Regions from separate parts of the Mus musculus genome. Here region 1 is linked to region 2. Evidence: chromatin contacts called from public Hi-C data. All regions are on one chromosome and are shown on one strand. The core of a region is the stretch at or near the end of the contact, and the rest is flanking DNA. Distances in the headings are between cores, read along the strand shown. Region 1 holds the start of Dcaf12l1 (DDB1 and CUL4 associated factor 12-like 1). Region 2 overlaps Tenm1 (teneurin transmembrane protein 1).

Region 1 (6,479 bases), core at 3,011-5,510, 2.2 Mb after region 2:
TTTAAAAAAGTTATTTGGTGATAACATGAATGACCAAGCCAGAGGTGAAAATGGACTAAAGCTTTGTCTTCTATTCTTTATCTGAAATCTCATCTAATATGGAATGATTTTTTGTGAATTTCCCAATTTATATAAATTGCACCCCCAAATATCATACTGCTCATATGAAAATAGGCACCTTATAGTTTAATTTTTAAAACATAAATTTCTAAATTTATAAAAAGTATAAGGAAAAAAGTCAAATTCATTTCTGATAAAAAGAAACTAAGTATTTTAAAGAAATCCTTAAATCCCATTTTTTTCATTTTAAAGGATTAATATCCAGTTATAGATGAGATGTAAATATTTGTTCATCTTTTTATTTATTTTCATTGGTTATCTTATTTGTTGACATTTCAAATGTTATCCCCTTTTCCTGATTCCCTGCCCCAAGGAACCCCCTATCCCATCCCCCCTCTTCCTGCTTCTATGAGGGTGTTTCCCCACCTACCTATCCACTCCCATCTCCCTGCCATCACATTCCCATACACAACTTTTAAGCATCATATATTACCTCATTGATGAATGGATGTAGTACTATATAGCAAGACCTGTAAATGAATTAGGGAAATTTTAAAGAAAAACAGAGGTGGGGAACACAGAACAAGGTTCTTTATTATGCAACAGCAAATATTTATTACAATGTGTAGTGCAGGTTTCCATTGGCAAAAGAAAAATCATCAAATAATCACTGATTGCCTTTGTTCGGCCTTAGTATACAAATAAAGAAAAGAGGGCAGTTTACAATCTCTGCTTTTAAATCATTTGCAGCAGAGATAGAAACATACATGCAAGCAAGAAAATGCACAGATTAGTTGCAAAACTTTATAATTCTATGAAATAGACCTGCATAATCTTTATAAACCAAAAATCTGACCATTGTGTATTCTTGACTCACCTTTAGATCCTTTCAACAATTTAGGTTTAGGACTGAACAACATGTAGTGTATCAACACCAATGCAAAATACATGTTTGATGTTTAAGAAAAAGGAATCATGACCCAATACCAATCCAGGGTTAACACGTCCTAACCAGCTTTAAGCAAGGCCTGGCTCCTTTCTCATTTTCAGCCTTCTCACCTAGGGAGAAAACCAATCTATCCGCACGGCATCCCATTATCTCTATTTATCTGAACTGCACAGTCCTTTAATCAGACCTATCTTTTTAATCCCCAGCTCCTCTATTTGAAAATTATACTGCATTGTCAAGATCCCATATTATCACATTTCAAGACATAGAACCAGAGGTTTAGTAACAGATCTATTCTACTTGAAGTATGAATCTTTCAAGTTCACAAAATAAACATTTGGAGCTTACAAAGGGGGAGTTTCTCTCACAGTGAGCTGGATAGGCTCAGACTTCTTCCTTTGCACTTTTTTTTTCTTTCAATTTAACTCACAAGCAGATTTTGAAAGTTTAAAATATGCTCAAATATAACATTTGGTATTAAAAATAGCAACAGCAAAAATATCCAGTCTATACCTTAGAGCAGTATATTTTCTGCCCTGTCTGCCATACATTCTACATTTATGTACTTAATATCCCTGTGTCGAATGATGGCACTGAAACTCTGTGAAATTTACTCAAATGACAGCATTCAAATATATCCACAAGTCTTGATAGTACTAAGGCAAGAAGTGAAAACAAGTGCACTCTTTGATCAATATGAAGACAGAGACTAAAAATGAAAATAAGGCTTGAAAGAAAAACACTGAGTTTTGGATTACTCTTCAACACTCAAATGAGCAGAATACTTGAATACCTAAACCATCCTCGTCATCTGAGATTTTTGATAGAAACACAAGATTCTACGACAATTATTTCCACATAATAAACTTTTTAGAAAAGTGAGTTTCGCACCAACAACATACAAACTATATACATACACCATGATCACAATTCATGAATGACACATTTCCAAAAGTAGGCAAACTGGAACATGGAATGTTTTTTTTTTCTTTTTTCATTTTTTTAACACTGGAACAAGTCTACAAAACTATGATTAGTATTCCTGAACAAATGTCCAAACTCTGTTTATTAGAAAATATCCTTAATATCTCACACATGATGAAAACTAAACTGCTAATAATAGTAACACAAGACTTACACAATTTTAACTTCATAACAGGATTTTCTTCCGTAATAGACTACATGGATCACTCACTCAAAAACAACACAGCTAAGAATTAGTGGAAAGTATATGCATGAAAAGTCCAAAGAACGGTGGGGAGACCCAGAAAACTCTCAAAGCCGACTTCTGGGGGTTCCATCTCTTTTTCTTCTGAGAAGCACACTGGATACTCTGGGGCAGTTCCACCTGGACAAAAAGAAAAAAAAATAGAAAAAGACAAGAGTTAAAACAGCATGCACAACATGAATTACAATTAGATTGAACTAAAAGATAAAACCCATACTCTGAGAAGGAATCTTGTCCACCTTAGCTCCAGAGGCCTGCGTAGTTGCCATGGAGGCCTGACGCCAGTGGTCCCCCGCCTACGAAAAGCTTCATCTCTGGCCAGTTGTAGCAGTGAGTGTAGAGCGCATTGGGGAAATCTTCTACACCAGCAACATAATTCTCTAGAAGATCATCCTGGTTGATCCAGCCACTGCCACAGGTGAGCTTGAGCTTCCTTCCAGAGGGCACAGGAAACATGTCTGGATTGGCCGCGGACCTTTCCTCAAGGAACTTCTGGGCACGGATGTCATAGAAGAGCAGAGAACCGTGGCCTGTTCCCACAGTGACAATATGCTGGTGGACACTCAGAGAACGAACACCGGTGCCTCCCTCTCTGGAGCACAGTGGCGGGATGTTCTGCTGGCCTTGGCGAAGATCCAGGAACGAAACGTGAGACTGAGAACCCACTGCGTAGAGGGAAAACTCATCACAGTAGGTGAGACACACGTTCTCACGGCAATAGGGCAGCCTCAGGGATAGCAGCCTAGACAGGGAGCTTCGGGCTTTCCACAGGTGGAAGTAGCCATCCAAGGACACAGCTCCCAGCTCCTGGTTTTTGTTGCTGAAGGCAAGTGCTCTCACTTTGCGGTTACCTGGATTGGTAGTGGCTTTGGGGATGGCCTCCATATCTGTAGGACTGATGTGAGCATACACAGGTAGTCCTGCATCCTTGTGCCAAGCAATGCTGCCATTGAACATGTCAGGATCCACCTTCCAAAGTGCCACGGTGCCGTCGCGGGAGCCACTCACAGCCACGGTGTCACTCATCCATGCAATGGCAAAGATCCAGTCCCTGTGGCCTTGGCAATCTCCTAGGCACACCGGATCCAGAGTGGGCAACTGGTAGACTGCCAGGCTATTGGGGTTTTCACCTCCAGTTGCCAAGAGGGTCTTGGAGGGATTCAGCTCCACAGCATGAATGCCACAGGAGGGCGGGCCACGAGACAGGTCGGGTACCCTGTCGCGCATCAGAGGAATGCGCATGATGTGGTCGGTCTTGACATCAACCACGAAGAGTGTGTTGCACTTAGTGCCACACACCACCTGCCTGGCATTGAGCCACTGCGATGCGAACACCTTATTGAGGGGGCCTAGGGTCAGCTGGCGCTCCCTCAGCAGCTCGGGTAGCCTGAGGACCCCGTAACTGCGCAGATCTCCCTCGAAGCCAGCGAGCCCCGGGTGGCCATCTGCGCCCAGCGCTCGGCCCTTCAGGTAGTTCACCATGGAGAGGTGAGCTACGGGCCGCCGCGGCCTCTTGGTCAGCAGCATGGACCCCTCTGCGTTGCCCTCCCCAGCTGTCGCCATCGGCGCTGCGGGGCCTGGCGATGAAGAAGTCCCGGCGCCCTGATCGACCTCGGCGGCTTTCCGCTTCCTGCTACCTGTTTGCTGCGGGCCCATGGTGGGCGGCGAGCGGTTGGAGGGCCCTGCAGGCTGCGGCGTCTCCTGCTCTGCGGGAGAGGGCTGCGTCTGGGAGTCGGCCTGACGCATGATATCACCGGGAGCTGGAGGCTAAGGAGCTAGTGAGAGAGCGATCAACCGATCAGCGGGGAGCCTACCGAGTCCGGAGAGCCTTGGCGGCAAAGGAGGTGGTGGCGGCGTGACCCGGCGAACAACGCGAGGTCGGGCGGAAAGAGCCGAGCGAGCTCGGGAGGATCGGCGCTGAGGCCGAAGGTGCGGCTAGAGAGAGAGTGGAGACTCTGCTGCCAACCAGCTCAGGAGTGTGGACTTCTGGGCCTTGAGCGACGAGTCCGTTGGAGATAAAGACTAGGGGCGGGTGGGAGGCGGCTCTGAGGGTGGTGTTGGAAGAGGGGGCGGGACGGGCTGACTTTAAATGACAGACGTGATGGGAGGTGTGCAAGGGTGAGCTTTATGGCTTGAAGATCATGGCAAGAGTAGTGATCTCATGCCCAGCCAGAAGGGGGCGGTAGGCAGTAGTAATGCCTACAAGGTATAACAGAGATACCAAAGCACAAAAGGATCTTGGAAAGGCAGGGATTCATTACTCTCTAGTTAGTGGTCCAGCATGCCCCCAGGATCCAACAAGTCAAACTCAGCCACCCCCACCACAGCAGTCAAATACTCTTCTTACTCCTACTAAGTCTGAAACCCAACATAGTCAATCTTGGGAGGAGGCAGTCAGCACCTTTTTCATTATTCTCGGGGAAGAAAACAAAAGTTTGCTTGTTGTAACTCAGGAAGACTCTTCACTAAGATAACTTGGCAGAAAATTAAATTGTTTGAAAATAACAATTTTCTTTTGAACAGTCATTCGGCTGCTCATGGTAATCTATTTTCAATGATTTTTTTTTCTTTTCTTTATGTTGTCCTCAAATTAAATGTTCTGTGCTGTTGCAACAGAATCATTTGAAGAGACAATATCAAATGACAGATCACTGGGCCTCAGATTCTATCTGCCCATGATTATGCCCAGGACTTGCTGGTAGATCAGGAGGAAGTGAAGCTGGGCGTTTTGGAGATCGCTTTTAGCTCAGAAAATTAAGGTAATGCTCTAGAACACTACAAGTGAGGAGCTGGGGGTGAAAGTTCCCATTGTCAGTCCTAGAGGCCCATGACCTTAGACAGAGCCCTCTGAGTCCTTGGGATAGTAATATAAAGGATAACCAGAAGTTTTAATGCAAAGAATGAAAGATAAAGAGAATTTTCTAAAAGCAATGAAACTTTTTGTTGTATTTTTGTTTTGGTATTAGTTTTTTTAAGCTTCAAGATATCACATATCATGACAGACCTATACTTGGTCGCTAAGTAACACTGACTTTAATTAGCGTTACATAGAGGCTAGTGCCTGATACTGAATCTAAATATATCATAATCCTCCTCCACAGAAAGTAGTTTGTTCAAGTACTGGGCAGGGCATGAATTCATTTTTTTTTTTCCTGACTGTACTGTAAGAATACTTTCATGGTGTTTTCTCCATAAGCACACCATCCCATTCTGCTGATTTTATTTCTAGTACCTTTTTTGAACCTTCACTTCGTATAAATTCCAAGTACAAGGTCTGAGTCTTTCTTTCCCATCATCCAAGTCAAGCTTTCTTATATTTGTACTCCCCAACACTCTCCAGAAATAGAGTTCTGACCCTCTCCCCTATTATCCATTTTATGGCAGAAGAAATGGTGAAATCAGTTGGTGTGTTTAAGGAGAAAAGTATAGGTAAGTGTCTTATGGAGGAGGCTCAGAGACTCAATTTTATTTCCACTGGTAGGATTAGGATGAATAAGCATTTCACAAAGAATAGAACTATGTCCACAGATACAATGTTTGTATATGAGTAACTAACTCATGGCATTTTGTGTTCATCAAGCTCACAGCAGCGATTTCCCAAGTTGGCACCCCACCTTGAATAGAACCCTAAATATTTTGATTCAGGTGACTTGGAACATTCTTTCAGAAAAGCCCATGGATGTTCCTTTCACTCACCTGGAAGCAGGATGTTTTACATTTAGGCGATGGTACTCTGCAGTGTATCTCAGTGTTGCTCCTAAAATGGAAGCTTTCCAGGTGGATACTGTGAAAGGCGTGACAAACAGGAGTATAGTGGTCTAGGTATGAGATGTTTGCCAGGAGCAGAAGCATTTTCAGAAGCTATTATGGACTCTCGGGCTTACTCTGCAGCCATTGCTAGTGCCCTTGCAGAGCAGCAGCTAACCATACTAAAAAGGACTATTATAGATCTTCCTGTGATCATCTAGGAGAACAAACAATGGGAATATACACATAAAACAAGAAGAAATATGGAGCACATCTGTCTTTTTCTTAAGGACAGGTAAACTCCAAGTGTCTAATAAAATCTCATAGATAGAAGATGGAATGCTTTAAATTTTAGATAATTGACTTTCTGCCCGCAGATATTTTCAGGTTGAACACCACACCACTTGGCTTGGAAGAAAAACAAAAAATTGTGCGAGGACTCTTCCCAGGTAGGGTTCAGAGAAAATAAGATGTCTTCCGACTTCCATTCTGTGG
Region 2 (6,617 bases), core at 1,637-4,136:
AGACTATAATATGTTTCAAATTTAGAATGGAAGATAGTATGAGAAGGAAAAAAATTGTTCAATCATGAGTTAGAATGAGAGTTAGCACTTCTTTCTTTGAATGTGATCATAAAAATATAAAAGAATATAAATATTGAGGTATACTGCTACCCCATTTCATAACAAACCTGTTTGCCTGTATCTGATTGTGCAGATGAATCCGTCATGCATCAGGTGTATTGTCTTAATTACTCCAGAAGACTCTTCATATGTTAATGTGACCTGAGTGGTGTCATAGAGAATCTCAGACAGTCTTGCTTGCTTTGTGTACTTGTATAAAACTCTGCGCCCAGTCCCTAGATGCAGAGTCTGTAACAGTCGGCCATCTCGACTGTAGTCTTGGATAAAAGAGGTGCTGCTGTCTGGTGGGGTGTAGATATTACGGTAGTAGCCCACTGAAAGCATGGTTTGTAAGCTGTGGCGCACCATGCTAGGCATGGTAACTGACAGCAGGCAATCTGATTGGTCATACTCAAAGATGTAACGCCGCTGACTGTGTAACAGAAGCATCACAGACTGAAACGAGACAAGAACAAAATAGAGTAATTTATACCACTAATGTTTAAGAGATTAAAAGAAATACACATTCATCCATCTCACACATTTTTTTTTCTAGCAATTACTATGTGCCAGGGACTGTGGCAGATGCCAGTAGTACACAATATTATCTATCATCATGGAATTTGCAGTTTAATGGAAAAGAAAGACAAGTAACCAAGTAATTATAATACAGTGTGAAACGAGTTAAGACAGAGAACATATAAATGACTTCAGGAAAGTAGAGGAAGATGGTTATCCCAGACTTAGGAAGGAATATTCAAGTTGAAATCTAAATAATCTTGGGCAGGCAAAGACAAGGAAAGGTGTTGTTCAGAAGGAAACGGGGAAGGCTGAAGCATTAGGAGGGGCTGAGAATTAAGGAAGCCTATGAAAATGGCCTTTTCCCATAGATTGAGAGGAATTTTGTATGGCCGGAATATGTGTGGTTTTGGGGTGGTGATAGTGAGAGAGAGAGAGAGAGAGAGAGAGAGAGAGAGAGAGAGAGAGATTGATTAAAAGTGAAGAATTCTTTGGTTATCTCATGCCCAACACATAATAAACTTGTATTTTAGGATCAGTTATTTGTCAAAGTATAATACTTTGTATGTAGTGGATGTTTAATAAATATTGGTTGATGTAATTTTAAACAGAAACATGAGTCAGGCCTGCTGGTACAGGTCTATAAACCAGGCTATCCAGGAGGCTAAGGGCAGAAGGCTCACAAGGTCAAGGCTTGCCTGGGATGTAGAGTGAGTTTAAGGCCAGCTTCAATTGTTTTGAACGTCTCTGTCTCAAAATAAATTTTTAAAGGGTTGAGAATATAGACCATTTTTTTTGGGGGGGGGCAGGGTTTCTCTGTACAGGCCTGGCTGTCTTGGAACTCACTCTGTAGACCAGGCTGGCCTCGAACCCAGAAATCTGCCTGCCCCTGCCTCCCAAGTGCTGGGATTAAAGGTGTGTGCCACTGAATATAGACTACTGATAGAGTACATGGCTAGCATGTGTGAAATTGTAAATTCAATCCCCAGTACCATAGGAAAAGAAAGTCAGTATCAATTTATACACACACACACACACACACACACACACACACACACAAAACACCGTTTTATGAAACACTCTAATTTACTGGCAATTGAAACTTATTATTAAAAAGATTTTGTTTAATTTGTATGTATGTGGACATATGCATCTGTTTCTGTACCTGTAGAGGCCAGAGAAGGACACAGGCTATCCTATCCTAACTCTCTGTCCTATTCTCCTGAGGAACTATCTTTTAATGAATCTGGAGCCATCCTGGTGGGCAGCAAGTTCCAAGTCCTGTCCCCTACAGCATTAGAGCTCTAGGCAAACGTGAAGCTCTGTGTGTGGAGCTTTTTTGATGTTGGGGATTTGAATTCAAGTCCTCACTGTTCTGTAGCAAGCACTCACATACACTACGCTACACCCTCAGTGCTTCTGTCTTTAAATAAAAAGGAAAAATTCACCCAGGTACTCGACTATAATGCCTTGAGTTTCACTCTTTTGAGAATTACAAAACAACAACAACAAAAAAATAAGTTCAACTTCTGAACTCCATGTTGTGAAAACAATAGGTGTCTTTCCATTTTCTACCTGCAAATCACACAAATAATTGTGAATGTTAATTACTTAAACATATGCAATGTGAATTTTTAGAAAACGACAGAAGCATGATGTATGTGTGTTACACAAGGGCACATCCCTCCTATACTTGTGAGAATTCTTGATTTTTCAGTTGCTGGTCAATACCACGAAGTCTACATTATTTGCTCATTTAGTTATTATTTCTTTCCCACCACCATCATGCTGGGGATGCAGAACTAGATGTAGAAATCCTGTCTTCTTGCTACCCATGGAACACCTGCCGCTCGCCACATCTTGCAGTTCTGCCATTGTGACCTACAAATCCTCTTGAATAAAAGGCACAATCTTGTGAAGGCTTGGGGACAGGAAGAGAGGCCCTCTCTCTCCATCAATGCAAAACTCCCCAGAACCAGAAGGAATTGTTCCTGTGAATGGAACAGCAGGTGGGAGAACACTGAAGTGGGTGGGGTAGATGCAGTAATTGGTGAAAATACCTTTGTGTTATTTCCACCCCGAAAGTCTGATTTTCCAGCTCCTTTCCACTCTCTCTTGTCAGTTTGCCAAGAACAAATGACATCTGTCACTTGTGGTGTGGGCCAGGGACAATCACCATATGGCTGCCACACATTATCCAGCACCATCCTGCCTATTCCAGTCACTGTAGTAGCTTTGCCAAAAATTTATACTGCATTGCTATTGTATTCTTTCCTCTGTTTGCTTCCTCTAGCCTGTAGCAAACCAGTGCCTGATCTGTTTCTCTGTGGTGCTAACTCAGTTGCCTTGAAAGCCACCCACCCCCAGTTTGCTTTAAACCTTCCTGCTAATGGAAAAAAACATGGAAGAGATGATTAGAAATCTCCCGCATGCTATTGTTTTGTTGTCACAATACCATTTAGCCCCATTTGGCTGCTTTTTCACTTTGGGTTGGTATTATTAACAGTTTGTTCCAAAACAATGCTTATGAGTCTATCCAGTGTCCACTGTGCTACTGCAGGATAAAAAGCTATTCCTTATTAGTGCGAATAATAGAGTGGGTGGCTTGTGTTTTTTAAATAGATTATTATACTGTAAAAGAAATCTCTGTGAAAGGAAATAAAAGAGAACGATCATGGCTGTATACTTACTCGAACTAGACTAGAAACGAAAGTAGAAATTTGAAAAGGTATAACATTCACATGACCACCAGATGGCAGTGTGGGGCTACCTGGGAACTGAAGCCAAAGATTGCGTTCTGTCTCTGCAGTAAGCCTTGAAAACAAGCCTAAATAGGCAATTTTGTGTAAATGCGTAAAACTAAACCTTCTTATTAAATTATTACAAAATATATTTAAAGGCACTTTAAAAATGACTGAGTTTAGGAAACTGAAAGATTTACATCAGATATAATACAAACTTCGTTGCACCAGTCTTCAAAATATAATTAACTTAGAAAAGTGTCATAAATCTAGGCAGAAAATTAATGACTACAGAGAGAAAAACTAAGAATAATTGATTTTCTTAATAGAGAAGAGACTATTTAAGAAACCACAGCCATTAGCCAAATACTTATTTTTTTCCTAATGAGTACAAAGCATTGTTCACAAAATGGTATGTGTAACTTAACTTTCACCTACTCTAGAGAAAGTGAAACTATTTTCTTTTCTTTTCTTTTCTTTTCTTCTTTGTCTTTATTTTTACGACATTGTTGCATGCTAAGGTTTAAAAAAGTGTGATGCTGATTTAAATATATCACGGTGTCAGCCCAGCAAGGAGTTTTGCAGATGCAATGCCAGAGGATTTGGGGGTAAAGAAAAATATATTTTAAAGTTTGAACACTCTTACTGTATACGATGAGAAGTAATATGTGCATCCCCACCCATTCCCTATACCATTGAAAGAATGTGGCAGTAAAGTCTATGTTAAAACATTCCCATCTTTAGAAAGAATGGACAGAGTCACAGAACAGTGAGGCCCTGGAAAAGCACGTACAAATCCAACCTTCTTTCCCTAGGTTCCTTTGAATCCAAATTTCAAAGATGTTTTTATTTTCTTCCTTTTTTCTTTTCTGTTTGCTCCTATCTTGATTTACCATCAAGTCGAAGTAAGTGTCAGCTCTTTTCAATTATCTAGTTTTTGTGATTTATATTAAATTATTTCATTTTGGCTATGCATTTGTCCAGTGAATTAGTTATTTATCACTGGTGATAATAATATTACTAAAATCAATTTCAGAATGAATTAGGAAATCATGGCAAGAATATGGATGACGTGATTAGAAATCTCATGAATGCAACCATTTTATAAGTAAGAAACCATTCCATAATTATGTACTTTGTAGGATTGGACTTTTGTGGTTATTCTTCTAGTTAAAGAATAAATTACACAGGAAATAAAGGCAAAATAAGTAAAAGGCCAAATGATTTGGCTTGTTTCACTGGTCTGTAAACAATTGGAAGTTGTTGAAATTTCTCTTATTATTCTAGGTCAACAGGTCTTCCTTCTTTTTTTGTTCCCTTTTTGTTTGTTTTTGAGAAAAGGTCACAGGATTTGTGATTCTCTTGTCTCAACCTTGTCAGGGCTGAGGATACAGGTATGTGCTACTATGTTGGTCTGTTTTGCTGTTTTTTTGTTTTGTTTTTGTTTTTGTTTTTTTAAGGAACTGATACCTACTAAATATTTTATTGTATAAAAAAGATCTAATATGATGTTTCTTTTGTGTGATTCCTGAAGCAAATGTGATGAAATAAAGAGTTACTTTGGAAAAGAGAGACCATATCTCCTCACTGGTGTCAGAGAAAACTGCATGCCGTGTTGAATTTTAACTTTTCAATAGATATTTTATTATATAGATGGCGTAAAAGGGACAGTCTATTACTGTCTGTAGTCAATTAGCTGAGATGGTCACACTCTGGTGCTCTGGAGGCTATAGACCCCTTCATGTCCCTAAGGACTCCTGGCTACTTCCCAACTCACATGGGGAGGGAAAACTGTTAGGTTAGTGGCATGATTTTTAAAAATATACATACATGTGTTTCAAAAATGTGCATATGTACCAAAGTTATTAGCAAATTCCTTATGAAACATTTTGACTATGTGTAGATGCTACCAAATATTTGGATTCACTTAATGTTTTAATGCAGTCAATGTAGTCCTTAGCCGCGGGATTTTCCCAGGCATGCTTTGTTGAAATTCAAAAGAGGAAAGATTTGCTCTGTGAGATGCAGATTTCCCTTGCTCAGAATTCAGATTACAGATTCTAAAAGCTTTCCCAGAAGGGAGGGACCCTGAGAGGCTACTAAGTTTGCTTTATCACATAGGCAATTCTCAGGGAGGGCAGTGCTTCAACTACCACCTCTGCGAAGTAATAGCTGTTTATGGGCACACCACTTCTCGAAAACCAAACTTTGATGGTTGTATCAGAAGCACACAAATTGTCCCCTCTTTGCCATGTGTGCCATCATCTCTTGTATCTAAGAGATACTGATTACCCAGGGGGAAAGAAAATATCTTCTACTTTTCCTAGGAATGAATTCAGAAACAAATTCGATTGAAATGACTTAATTTGGAAGAAAACATTTAATGTCTTAGGAGGGGATCAGACTTGGCAAAGGTGGATGAAGGCTAATTGTTCTTCTTGTCTACGGTAATGGTATGAGTGGAAACCTTTCTGCTATGTAGGGGCTAATGTTTCACCAATGGTTCATGTGGTGGGATTATAATCTTATTCCAGACAGAGCATCGGCTCCTATTATGGATGCTGCTGGGGACTTGGTACACACAAAAGGCTACTACCAATTAGTACTCTCTGTCACCATTCCCTCAGGCTAATTACTTTTGAGAATTAGTCCTCGAATGTGTACAAGAAAAATTTCACTGTCTACGGTAAGGAAAAACCATCGTTATTTGTTGGGCACGAGGCCTTTTACTGGAGCTGAGATACATTAACACAGAGGAGTGTTGGAATTTCCTAGCTATTTTCTCTCAGTATGAGCTTTCATAATAATACAGACACCTTTTCAAGGGGATGAACAAATATGCTCAAATGAGTAGAAAGCTAAGCCATTATCCCGACTTCAGTTTGAAAAAAAAAAATACTTGGCAGAGGGTAGGGATGGGGATGTTTTCAGCTGAAAAACAGCGCGTCTGTACAGGTTCACAATGGAGTTTTGTTATGTATGCAATGAGAACATAGAGTTTTCTCCTGTAGGCCCTCATAAAGTTGGGTACTTAGGGCCACCTTCAATATTCGTATTCATTTTCCCTTCTATATACTTACCTTTTCTAAGTAGGTATAGCTCCAAATTTTCCCATCGGCCCAAGTTCTTGAGATTATTTTTCCACTCTGGTCATACTCCATCTTTTCATTCCAGGTTCCTCTTTGAATAAATGTGACTAATCCTGAAGGTGAATACGTGATGTTCACTTCATTATATCTGCTCACAGGAGACCACAGA

What was found. A called contact is a pair of places that touch in the nucleus more often than the background predicts.
Region 1: a contact with region 2 is called in a Hi-C map of cerebral cortex, with 3 times the contacts expected there. The contact joins the promoter of Dcaf12l1 here to the enhancer-like site in region 2. A contact is called at or near these places in 6 of 39 promoter capture datasets (cranial neural crest, frontonasal cranial neural crest, hippocampal neurons and 2 more), 2 of 484 Hi-C or Micro-C datasets (cerebellum and cerebral cortex) and 1 of 115 datasets of contacts at active chromatin or transcription factors (astrocytes).

Annotation. Positions count from the first base shown.
Region 1 is chrX:44,785,937-44,792,415 of GRCm38.p6, forward strand. It overlaps Dcaf12l1 (DDB1 and CUL4 associated factor 12-like 1), which reads right to left and starts at 4,261. Exons shown (of 2, transcript NM_178739.6): 1 at 2,477-4,261; 2 at 631-2,357. The coding sequence starts at 3,983. The coding sequence ends at 2,478.
Region 2 is chrX:42,537,530-42,544,146 of GRCm38.p6, forward strand. It overlaps Tenm1 (teneurin transmembrane protein 1), which reads right to left. Exons shown (of 33, transcript NM_011855.4): 29 at 6,440-6,617; 30 at 168-555. Among named protein-coding and RNA genes, the nearest start is that of Sh2d1a, 38 kb to the left of the region's middle. Within about 2 kb of position 2,887, at least 55 of the 459 cell types and tissues checked have an H3K27ac peak or open chromatin away from gene starts, as enhancers often do. A contact at or near this core is called in cerebellum and cerebral cortex, where this site is marked.